2 separate regions of the Ovis canadensis genome follow, and region 1 is linked to region 2. The links are chromatin contacts, called in public Hi-C maps. All regions are on one chromosome and are shown on one strand. The core of a region is the stretch at or near the end of the contact, and the rest is flanking DNA. Distances in the headings are between cores, read along the strand shown. Region 1 holds the start of NAA25 (N-alpha-acetyltransferase 25, NatB auxiliary subunit). Region 2 overlaps HECTD4 (HECT domain E3 ubiquitin protein ligase 4).

The links. A called contact is a pair of places that touch in the nucleus more often than the background predicts.
Region 1: a Hi-C map of fibroblasts shows a contact between it and region 2, with 2.1 times the contacts expected there. The contact joins the promoter of NAA25 here to the enhancer-like site in region 2. A contact is called at or near these places in 2 of 2 Hi-C or Micro-C datasets (fibroblasts and lung).

Annotation. Positions count from the first base shown.
Region 1 is chr17:72,563,193-72,568,518 of ARS-UI_OviCan_v2, forward strand. NAA25 (N-alpha-acetyltransferase 25, NatB auxiliary subunit) reads left to right here and starts at 3,931. Exons shown (of 24, transcript XM_069558130.1): 1 at 3,931-4,210. The coding sequence starts at 4,153.
Region 2 is chr17:72,517,607-72,522,807 of ARS-UI_OviCan_v2, forward strand. HECTD4 (HECT domain E3 ubiquitin protein ligase 4) reads left to right here. Exons shown (of 76, transcript XM_069558129.1): 70 at 1-107; 71 at 1,733-1,836; 72 at 1,948-2,169; 73 at 3,275-3,441; 74 at 3,678-3,873; 75 at 4,413-4,635; 76 at 5,185-5,201. Among named protein-coding and RNA genes, the nearest start is that of TRAFD1, 27 kb to the right of the region's middle. Within about 2 kb of position 2,470, the one cell type or tissue checked has open chromatin away from gene starts, as enhancers often do. A contact at or near this core is called in fibroblasts, where this site is marked.

The DNA.
Region 1 (5,326 bases), core at 2,681-5,180, 47 kb after region 2:
TCAATAAACCCGAGGTTACACTCCGACAAATACAGAAAAATGTATGGCCAGTCTGGAGGAAGGGGTGATTAGTGTATGTTTTCTCTTAGGCGATGAGTAACCTAGATAAGATCTTCAAGGTTCCCCTGTCTGGAGGGGGTCTTATCCTTCTGTTGTTGTTTTCATAGGCACTAAACACAGAGGTCAGAGTCCATCGAAAAGGTGGCTGAGCATGATCAGCATGAACAGGCCTAGGATGGAGTCCAGGCCCTATGAATTCCTTCTTCAATCCCATAAGCCTTGTGGGCAAAAAAGAAAAAATGATTACAAAGATAACTGGGCTGCATGCGGCCTCTTACTTACACAACTAGGGATTGAACTCACATCTCCTGGAAATTGGGAATGCAGAATCTTAACCACTGGACCACCAGGAAATGTCCTCTGTTTTATTTTGTAAATGTCCTCTGTTTTATTTTTAATTTTTTACAATTAAATTGAGATCTATCCCTTCTAATTTGAAAGAGGCCTGGGCAATTTAGCATTCATATGCCACCTGGTGGACAGAATTGGAAGTGCTAGAGTGAACAAAGGCTGCACCTCTGGGACTGAAAGCTGAAAGGGGCTCTCAGACCCATTCTCTCTTTTTCTGTTGGGAAAAATGAGGCCCAGGAGTATATCTTAAATTATTGGCCAAAACAAGACCATAACCCTCAACTCTTAACTCTTGGTTCTGTATTTTTCTGCCTTCATCTCTGTCTACCTTTAATTCTGTGCCTATTTGGTATTTTTGCCCTTTATACTAAGCATTGAAGCGACTTAGCAGCAGCAGCAGCATACTAAGCATTGCAGGAAATTCCAAGATATTCCTCGTGTGCCACAACTACTGAGCCAGGGAGCCACAGTTACTTAAGCCCACGCACCTAGAGCTTGTGTTCCACCAGAGAAGTCACTGCAATGAGAAGCCCTCGCATTGCAGCTTGAGAGTAGCTCCCACTTTCCACAATCAGAGGAAGACCTAGCGCAGCAATGAAGACCCAGTGCAGCCAAAAATAAAAATAAATACATTTTTAAAAGGTCGAGAAATCCATTAAAAATATGAACTGTGTCACTGTTCTGTTTATTCTGTGGAGGATAAGGATTAGGCATTGGATCAAGGTGGAAAAGAAAAGCAAAGGAAAATTAGAAAAGTTATCCAGTGGAGATGCTCACAACCACTACATCCAAGTAACGCACAGCCCCGCCCTGTGTTTACCAGCACGCCCCAGCTACCAGCACGACACACTGGTGTGCCTCACGGCTCCTGAGCGAGAGGGTTTCCTACCAGATCAAATCTGCCACCAAATAGGATAAGAACGAAGGGCTTAGCCCCCTGTTCTAAGTCAATATAATGGAAACCACCATTGAATGAACATCTGTTGTATACCAAGTATTTTCCCATAACATCAACTCTAAGGTACAGAGAGAAGGATAGGCTTTTGGCTCCCTTGGGGGGCATCTCATTTGATACCTGAAATTATTTAGGCCAAAGCGTGTGAAAGGTGCCGCTCAGGGAGCAGGTAAGGACAGGCCTAGACTCAGGTGACTGCTTCAGTCTTAGGCTTTTGAGGACAAGGAGTAAGAAAAAGAAAAGAAAAAGGCTAATTCATCCTGCTTGTATGCCAAACAGGCTTTCAGGGTGGACGGAGACATATTCTACGCAGCATGGTGACTCAAGGATTTAAAGGCCTCTCTTAGGTGGGTCCATAAGACTCCAGCCCTGCCAAGTTCAGGTAGCAGGGTGCCAAGCATCAGCATTCCTCTTGGGCCAGGCCAACAAAGGTAATCTAATAACATAGCTGAGTAACCACAGTCCTGGTCAGGAGCCTCCCTTTTAAGGTGCTGCACTTTTCCATTCTGGGAAATTCTTGAAACTCGGGTAACTCAACAGCTCTCTCATTTGTGTCACAGATGAACCCCAGGTCTCCTCCCTTCTCCCCCTCTCCAAGCCCAAGTCCAGCCCAGTCCTACCTGGCCGCAGCACCTAAGAGCAAGCCTGTGATCAGCTTACTGGAGGCTCCTGACCTTCATTCTTGCTGGTTAACATGATTTGGGAAACATGGAGTTCTCCCTGGGATAGGGTTTAGCAAATAAATGTGTAGAACCCCTGTGCACCTGAAACTGATACAACCTTGTAAATCAAGTATTAAAAACTCTAAGTCACCTGGCTAAATGTGAATTTCAGATAAACAGTGAATATTATTTTAGTGTAAGGATGCCCCAAATATTGTACCATATTTGACCTGACAACTCTACCCTGGAGGTATCTGTTTATTCATTTATCCTGAGCGTATTCTAGAATAGCAATTGGCAAATGTTTTCTGTAAAGGGTCAGATAGTAAATTTATTTTAAGCTTCTGGGCCACAAGGTCTCTGTTACAACTACTCAGTTCTTCTGTTGTAGCACAAAAGCAACCACAGACAATGCATAAATGAATAGTTGGGTTCAATAAAATTTTACTTATAGACACTGACCTTTGAACTTTATATAACTTTCACGTTGTGAAATAGTCTTCTTTTATTTTTCCCCAACCATTAAAAAATGTGAAAATCATTCTTGGCTCACAAACTGTACAAAAACAGTAGTAAGGTAGATTTGGCCTATGGGTCATAATTTGCCCGCTTCTGATCTAAAAAAGGATGAAACTTTTGTCTGAATCCAAATCACAAGAGGATTTGTAAAGATACAAATCGCCGACCCTACTCCCAGAGCATTTGATCCAGTATGTCTGGAGCAGTGCCTAATGTTTCTAAGTTCCTAGGTGATGCTCAAACCCGTGTCCTCTGGAGTGAAATGGCCAGGGAGGTCCCCATCTAGTGTATTTTAAACTCTCCTCAGCTTTAGGAACTATTTTCTATGAGGATCACAGATCATATCTTCATTTGAGGGACTCTCTCTCCCCAAGCATCCCCATTCTCACTAAGAATTTTTCTGTGTAATTGCTTCTGGAATTTTCTCTTTGAGCTAGAACTCAGGACAGAATTGGGATGAGAGTTTCTAGTGCATTTGGTTTTTAAAAAGTAGTCACCCCCCCACAAGTGCATTTAGGGACCTTCGTGGTGGTCCAGAGGTTAAGACTGTGCTTTTACTGCAGGGGTTCTATCCCTGGTTGGGAAAATAAGATTCCAAGTACTGCAGGGTGCGGCAGAAAATTTTAAAAAACAAACAATAAAAGCATTCTAAAATCTTTGATTTTGGAATAATTTTAGACTTAAAAAGAGAGTGAAAAGAGGATTAAGTTTTCATATGCCCCTCAACCACTTAACATCTTGCATTACCATGGTACATTCATCAAAATGAGAAACCAACATTAGCACAATACTATTAACTGAACTCTAGACTTTATTTGAATTTCAACTCTTTTTCCACTGATGCCCTTTGTTCTGTTCCAGGATCCCAAGGAAGGTATCACATTGTGTTTGGTTGTCTTGTCTCCTTAGGTATTGCTGGGCTGTAACGGCTTCTCACTGTTGCCTTATTTTTCATGACCTTGACAGTCCTGAAGCCTACCGGTCAGGCATTTTGTAGAATGTCACTCAGTGCGATTTGTTTGATGTTTTCTTTGTAACTAGTCTGAGTTTATGGGTCTTCCAGAAAAAAATACTACACAAGGGAAGTTCCTTTCTCATCACCTCTAACTGGTAATGTTAACTTTGATCCCTAGGATGCTTCTTAGCAGGCTGAGCACCGAGGAGGGCGTGAAGGGACCTCGAACTTTTCTGGCACGTTCTACTTGTCGCTCAGCACCCTTTTCCCCCTACTGTCCCCGGGGTCACCCTCCCACAAGAGTTTCCGGTTCCTCAACCGTGAATCAAAGGCAAGTCTAACTGGTCCTTCAGCACAGAGGAGAAACAGGATGAGCAGCAGCAGCCGAGCCCTGTCTTTAACCAAGTTTCTCCCCCACCCCTCCCCTCACTTTTCACCAGCGAAAGGGAGGAAAAGGAGCCATGAAGTGACACACCTTGGGGGGCGGGGGGCGGGGATGCGGTTTGAGTGTCTGTGTTTTCCGCGCCGGCGCGTTCTGTCGCAACCACGCGACCATCGCGATAGAAGCGCGAGATCGGCGCTGGCCCTTTAACAGCCCCTTCCCGGGGGCCTGCCCCGCGCGTGCGCACTGCGGTCCTGCGCTTGTCATCATGGCGACGCGGGGCCATGTGCAGGACCCTAACGACAGGCGCCTCCGACCCATTTACGGTGAGTGCCTGGGGCCAGTCTGGTCGCCAGCCGAATGCGCCGAGGGCTTCCGAAGCCGGGGCGAAGGCCCGGGAGGGGCGCTGAGGGGCCAGAAGCCGAGCCGGCGGGCACAGGGGGCGGGCCGCGCGGGCCTCTAGGCCTCAGCCACGGGCCTCGCGTAAGCGCCGGCCTGGCTTTCTCGAGCTCTGAGTTGGTGGCGGCGCGGCCAGGGCGGCCGCAGGTCGGCAGAGCCGGCCTGACAGGCAGGCCCTGTGAGACACTACTCTCGCCGGGACCTCCGCTACCCGCAGGCTGCGTTGTCTGTCCGCAGGTGGAAGCTGGCTCCGGCATGAGGGTGGAACACCCCAGCATGAGGGAAAATTCCCCACTAAAGACTTTTTACTTGAGGGAGCGGGGCCTAAAGGGTTGTCTGACTAACTGTGCTCGGGGCACAGGGAGAAACAGGTCCAGAGAAGGGAAGGGACTGACGCAAGGTCAACCCATATCGAGTCAGGAGCAGGCCCGGATTTGAGGTTCCCAATACAGAGCCCTGTGGTGGAGGAACAGCTGCTCTGGGCACATGTGGGAAGCGGGGGCGGCGGGGCGGGGTGGGGGGGTCTTGGGTCCAAAATAGCGGTGAAGCGACTCCAATAGCTGGTGTCGGGGGGCATGCAGGGAGGGCTCTTCCTTTTTGTAGCTTCTCTGGTCTTTCCTTTGCAGCCTGCCTTCCGCGTGCTAAGTGGATCCCCTTTCATAACGCTTACCTCAACCCTCAGGCTTTAAGACCTTGGTGGCATTCTGCTCTTCCAGTTGGGAAAAATCACGTATTTGAGTAAGGGAGGAAAACCTCTTCAGTAATCGAGACGTTCTGTAATTGGAAAGTGGCCCCATTTGTATTTCCTTTCCCCTTAGATGCTTGTGTGGTCTTGGTCTAGTTCATAGTGAGGAAGGCTTCAAGGTCAGTGGCTTTCCAAAAGGAGGCCTCGTGTTTATAGGGTAGATGTTACTTAAATGGAAGCTGAGATGATTTAACTTTTTTGGATGGGGGTAACTTTATGTTTCTGGTACAACTGGCAGTGCTTTTTGTAATTTGTATAATGTTTTGCTCTTGAGTCTTATTTGATTCTAGCAACAGCC
Region 2 (5,201 bases), core at 1,220-3,719:
GCTGGCCTCAGTGCCCTCCTCCCAGCTCTGCGTCAAACTGGCGAGTGGCGGCGACCCTACCTATGCCTTCAACATCCGCTTCACTGGGGAGGAGGTCCATGGCACCAGTAAGTGGAGTCCCCAGCCAGTTCAGGTTGGAGGCCATGTATAGAGTGTGAAATTCCTAGGGTTACTGTTAAACAGCCAATTCTTCCCCATTAGCAGATTCCCCACATACTCATTACCTTGCTCTCTACAGAAGCCAGGACTGCCCCCAAGTGACCAGTGGTCCCAGGTTCTCCAAACCCAGCCGCCCTGGCCTAGGCCCTGTCCTCTGGGGAGTGGTGCCACTGCTGGTCTGGGAATTCAGCCTTGAGCCATGCAGGCTCAGGGACGCAGCTTCTGATCAGTGTTAGGGTTGCATCTCTGGCAGAGTGGACCCTCAGTGGAGAGACACCCTCAGTGTGGACTGGACTTATTTTCCAGGAAGAGCCCTTGACTGAGGGGTTGGTCGGGCTAAAAGCTTGTATGTGCCCCATAAGAGACAGGGGTCTGGGGAACCCTCGATAAAAATGGCACCTTCTGCCATTTCACACTGCAGGGATGAGGGACAGCCACTCAGAAAGTGCTCCCTCATGGTCCTCAGTTAAGCTCAGACATTCTGAAAATGCCTCCCACACTGGGTGGGAGGATAACGTTCTTTCACTGGGCACCCTGGGCAGGAAGGCTGTTCAGCGGCTCCATCTCCCACGCCCACCCTGATCATGGAGACATCCCTGCAGCAGCCTTCCCTCCAGACAGCGCCGTGGCCTCCCCTGGGCACACCGTACTCGGAGGCTGGCTGAGGACAGCTCTTTTCACTGAGAGAACAAGCCAGTCCCAGGCTCAACAGCTTATACTCCTCCTGACACCAGCACTGCCCTGCTTTAAAGATGGGGAAACTGGGGCTTCCCCAGTCGGCAGGCTCACTGGGGTTCAAACCCAGGCCTGTCTGATTCTGTCCCAGCCCTTGGCGGCTTCAGCAGGCAGGAGTCTCCTGCTTCTCCGTGGAAGCTCTGAGGGCCAGGCCTTGGCATCTGTCCCCCAAGCAAGTCCTCCGCACACACAGCTCTCCTCACAACGCCCAGACCTGAGGGCACTGACAGGGGCTGCCCGGGGGAGGATGCAGGAGCCTGGCCACAGACAGGAGTTCTATGAGACGCCCAGGGGCACGTTTGAAATGGCAGCAGGAGAGGAGCTGCTCACTGCCCATTGCCCATCGCACTGTATCTGTATGTCCATCCGTTTATCTGTGTTCTCACTGAACACGCCGAGCCTTGGGCTTGGCGGGAGGCCGTGCTGAGGAAGCCGGGGGCCCTGCTCTTGGCCCAGCGCAGGGGATGGACACAGGTCCCCCAAGCCCTCATATCAGTGTCAGCTTGCAGCCATGACAGCCGACCCATAAAGGATCTGACTTTGATCTCATGGATGCCCCAGAACTAGCTTGGGAGGTGGGTGTGGTGATGGCCCCCATCTGCTAGGCGGAGGGATGGAGACTGGCTTCAGCAGTGATGCGGTTCCCTGGGAGCCACCAGCCAGTTAGTGGTCCCTCAGGTTTGAACCCAGGTCCCTCAGCCCTCGGGCGGGTTCTTTCCACTCAGCAAAGCCCTGGTGCAGGGGGGCAGAGTGGCTGATGTCCCAGTGGGGTCAGGGTGTCCCAGTGGGGACAGGGCCTGCGGGCAGGGGGTCTGAGAGGTCCCCTTCTGTCCTGCAGGCGGCTCCTTCCGCCACTTCCTGTGGCAGGTGTGCAGAGAGCTGCAGAGCTCCTCGCTATCCCTCCTCCTGCTGTGCCCCAGCTCCGCAGTCAACAAGAACAAGGTGAGACATGGGGCCTGAGCCCCGCGGGCAGCTCCCTGAGGGGCGGGGGCTCAGCTCTGCGCCTTCCACAAGCCCCTGTGGTCCATCCCTCGCCCCTGCCTCGGCTTCCAGGGCAAGTACATCCTGACCCCCAGCCCCATCACCTACGGGGAGGAGCAGCTGCTGCACTTCCTGGGCCAGTTGCTAGGGATCGCCATCCGAGCAGATGTCCCCCTTCCCCTGGACCTCCTGCCCTCCTTCTGGAAGACACTGGTGGGCGAGCCCCTGGACCCTGACCAAGACCTGCAGGAAGCAGACGTACTCACCTACAATTACGTCAAGAAATTTGAGAGTGTAAGTGAAAAGCGCATTTTTTTTCTGGGGGGCCGCGGGGCTCTGGAACAGTGCCCCTGCCCCGTGTCTGCTGGAGGAGGCATCAGCTGAGCCCCCCCCGCACCCCATCCCCCCTCCACCCCCCCACAGATTGAGGTCCCTGGCAGGGTAGGGGGCAGGTCCTTGCTGCCAGGTTCTCTGTAATCCCCTTAGCTGCCACTTGAGGGCAGCTGGTACACAGGAGCTGCAAAGCGAAGGGCTGGGATGGCGGCTGACTTCTTAGCAGAAAGTGGCCCACAATGCATTGCTTAAAGGGTCAAAGCAGGACACCCCCCAGGGGCTGGGGGTTATGAGTCACTGCCAGGCGCTGCTCTGAGAGGCCCTCCCAGAGCTGTGGGTGGGCACCAAGAACCTGAGGCAGGCAAGGGATGTAAGACGGTGTCCAGGCAGACAGTCCAGCCAAGGCTTCCGTCTAGAGGGCATAGGCAAGGCCCCAGAGGGTGCCGGGAGACAGAACCACCCCAGGGTTGGCGGGGAAAGCAGACGAACCTCCTTTGGGGTGCCCGCAGCCTTCACCACCCCAGAGCCACGGGGCTGTTCTCCTCTGGCTGGCCCCGCATGCACTTCAGTATGCCGCACGGTGGAGGGTGGCCGGTGTACCTTCCACAGATGGGATTGTCAGGGTTCTCTGGTGACAAGTGACAGGAAACCCCAGCTCTAACCAGCTTAGGAAAACTTTTTTAAAAAATGATTTGACCTTAAAACTGAAAGTATAAATATAGATTGGGCTTCAGACAGAGCTGAATCCAGGTGCTCCGATAACATCGTCAATGACTCGTCTCAGGATGCCCCAGCAGTACAAGGCTCACCCTCCTTCAGCCGTGCCCGCACCAGTGAAAGGGAGGGTGTAATTTGGTCTTGTTAGCCAGGCCTTGGTCAGTGCCCAACCCTGAATCGAGGGCATGGCTGACGGTCCAGGCCAGTGCCACCTACCTGTTCATGGTGGCCAGGGTAGCCCCACCCCAAAATACCCAATGTTTGTCCCCAATCGGGAATGAGGTTCTATCACTGGGGATCTGAGGAGCAGGGCAGTGGTCAGCCCCACTCTGCCATGCCCTCCTTCCAGATCAACGACGAGACGGAGTTGGAGGCCCTGTGTGCCGAGATCGCCTCCCAGCACCTGGCCACTGAGAGCCCTGAGGGGCCCAACAAGCCCTGCTGCCGGTTCACCTACCTGACCATGACCGGCGAGGAGGTGGAGCTGTGCAGCCGCGGCCGGCACATCCCCGTGGCGTGAGTGCAGGGCCTCGGACGGGGCCAGGTGGCTTTCCCGGGGGAAGACAGGAGGCAGGATGGGGCGCCGGGAAAGATGGTGGAGTATCTTCAGTGGAAGGACCATATTCAGGAACACTGGCTCTGGGGCGGGTGACACCCAGAGCAGGAAAGGAATTCCCTGAGCTGCCTGGCCTGGGAGGTCCAGGAAATGCTGCCAGCAGCCTCCTGAGTGTCATCCCTTGCCCATGCCCCAGGTGGGAGAACAAGGACATCTATGCGGCCGCCATCCGGAGCCTGCGGCTGCGTGAGCTGCAGAACGTGGAGTGTGTGACGGCTGTGCGCGCGGGCCTCGGGGCCATCATCCCCCTGCAGCTGCTCACCACGCTCAGCCCACTGGAGATGGAGCTGCGCACTTGCGGCCTGCCATACATCAACCTCGAGTTCCTGAAGGTTGGTGGCCGGGCCAGGTTGGTGGGTGCATGCGGCCTGTCATCTGTACAGTACTGCGTGTCCTGGCGCTCTGTCCCCCTTATGTAAGAGAGGAGCCGTGCTCATCCCTGTCTCACTGCTGAGTAAACAGAAGCTGAGAGAGGTCACTTGCCCAGGGTCACCCAGCCAGGAAATGGCAGGTCACCTGCCTCCAGAGCCTGTGAATTAAGCCACCAACCAGAGGCGAAGCCCCTCCACTGCTCAGCGTGGCCTGCTTTCACCCATGCCAGCTGGGAGACCTTGCCCAAGTGACCTCACCTCTAACGGGCAGCGGCAGGACCCACCCAGTGGGGTCAGTGGGGTAACGTAGGTAGAACCCCTGCTGCCGAGCCTGGCGGGTGGGCCAGAGTCATGCAGACTCTTACCACCACTGCCTTTGCAGTCCTTGTCATAGCTGTGATCTCCCTGTGTCCTGCGGTCATCACCGCGCCCTGGGGTTGGGCGGGAGGCTGGGGTAGCAGAGGCTCGGGCCTGCTCACGTCTGGGGCCTCTGTCCACAGGCCCACACCATGTACCAGGTGGGGCTGATGGAGACCGACCAGCACATCGAGTTCTTCTGGGGGGCACTGGAGATGTTTGCCCAGGAGGAGCTGTGCAAGTTCATCAAGTTTGCCTGCAACCAGGAGCGCATCCCATTCACCTGCCCCTGCAAAGACGGGGGTCCTGACACAGCCCATGTGCCCCCGTACCCCATGAAGATTGCCCCCCCAGATGGCACAGCAGGTACTGGCCTTCCCTGTCACATTCCAAGCAGGGACACTCGGGCCCTGTTTGGAGCTGGGGCTGCTAGGCCCTGCATGAAGGGGGAAGGACAATGGATAGGTACCCCCGAACACCACACCCCAAATGTAAATGAGGTGCAGGGGTGGTGGGGGTGGGAGGGGGTCATGTGCTTCCCAAACCTGACTTTTCGCCAAGTGGCAGTACAGGCCCAAAGTTGACATATCCTTTGAGATTTTCAAAAGCTTAAAATTCAGAAATGTCATCTTTTGACTTTTAAATGCAGCAAAAAATTTTTAATTTTTGAAAACTCCAAACAAAACTCTTTGCTGGCCAGACTTGCCTGTCACAGGTCAGCCAGCCATCTGGGGCCTGTGCTGCTCTTTCTTCCCCCAGAATCTCCTCCTGCCCTACCCCAGCCTCCCAGACCCTCCCCCTCCACCCGCCCCGCCCCCCGCCGATAACTGGGCCTTGGGGTTGTCTTAAGAGCTGCCCAGAGAGGCAAACCTGGAGGCGGAGGGGCCCTCGCTCTAACGCTGGTCTCTCCTGTAGGTTCCCCAGATTCTCGC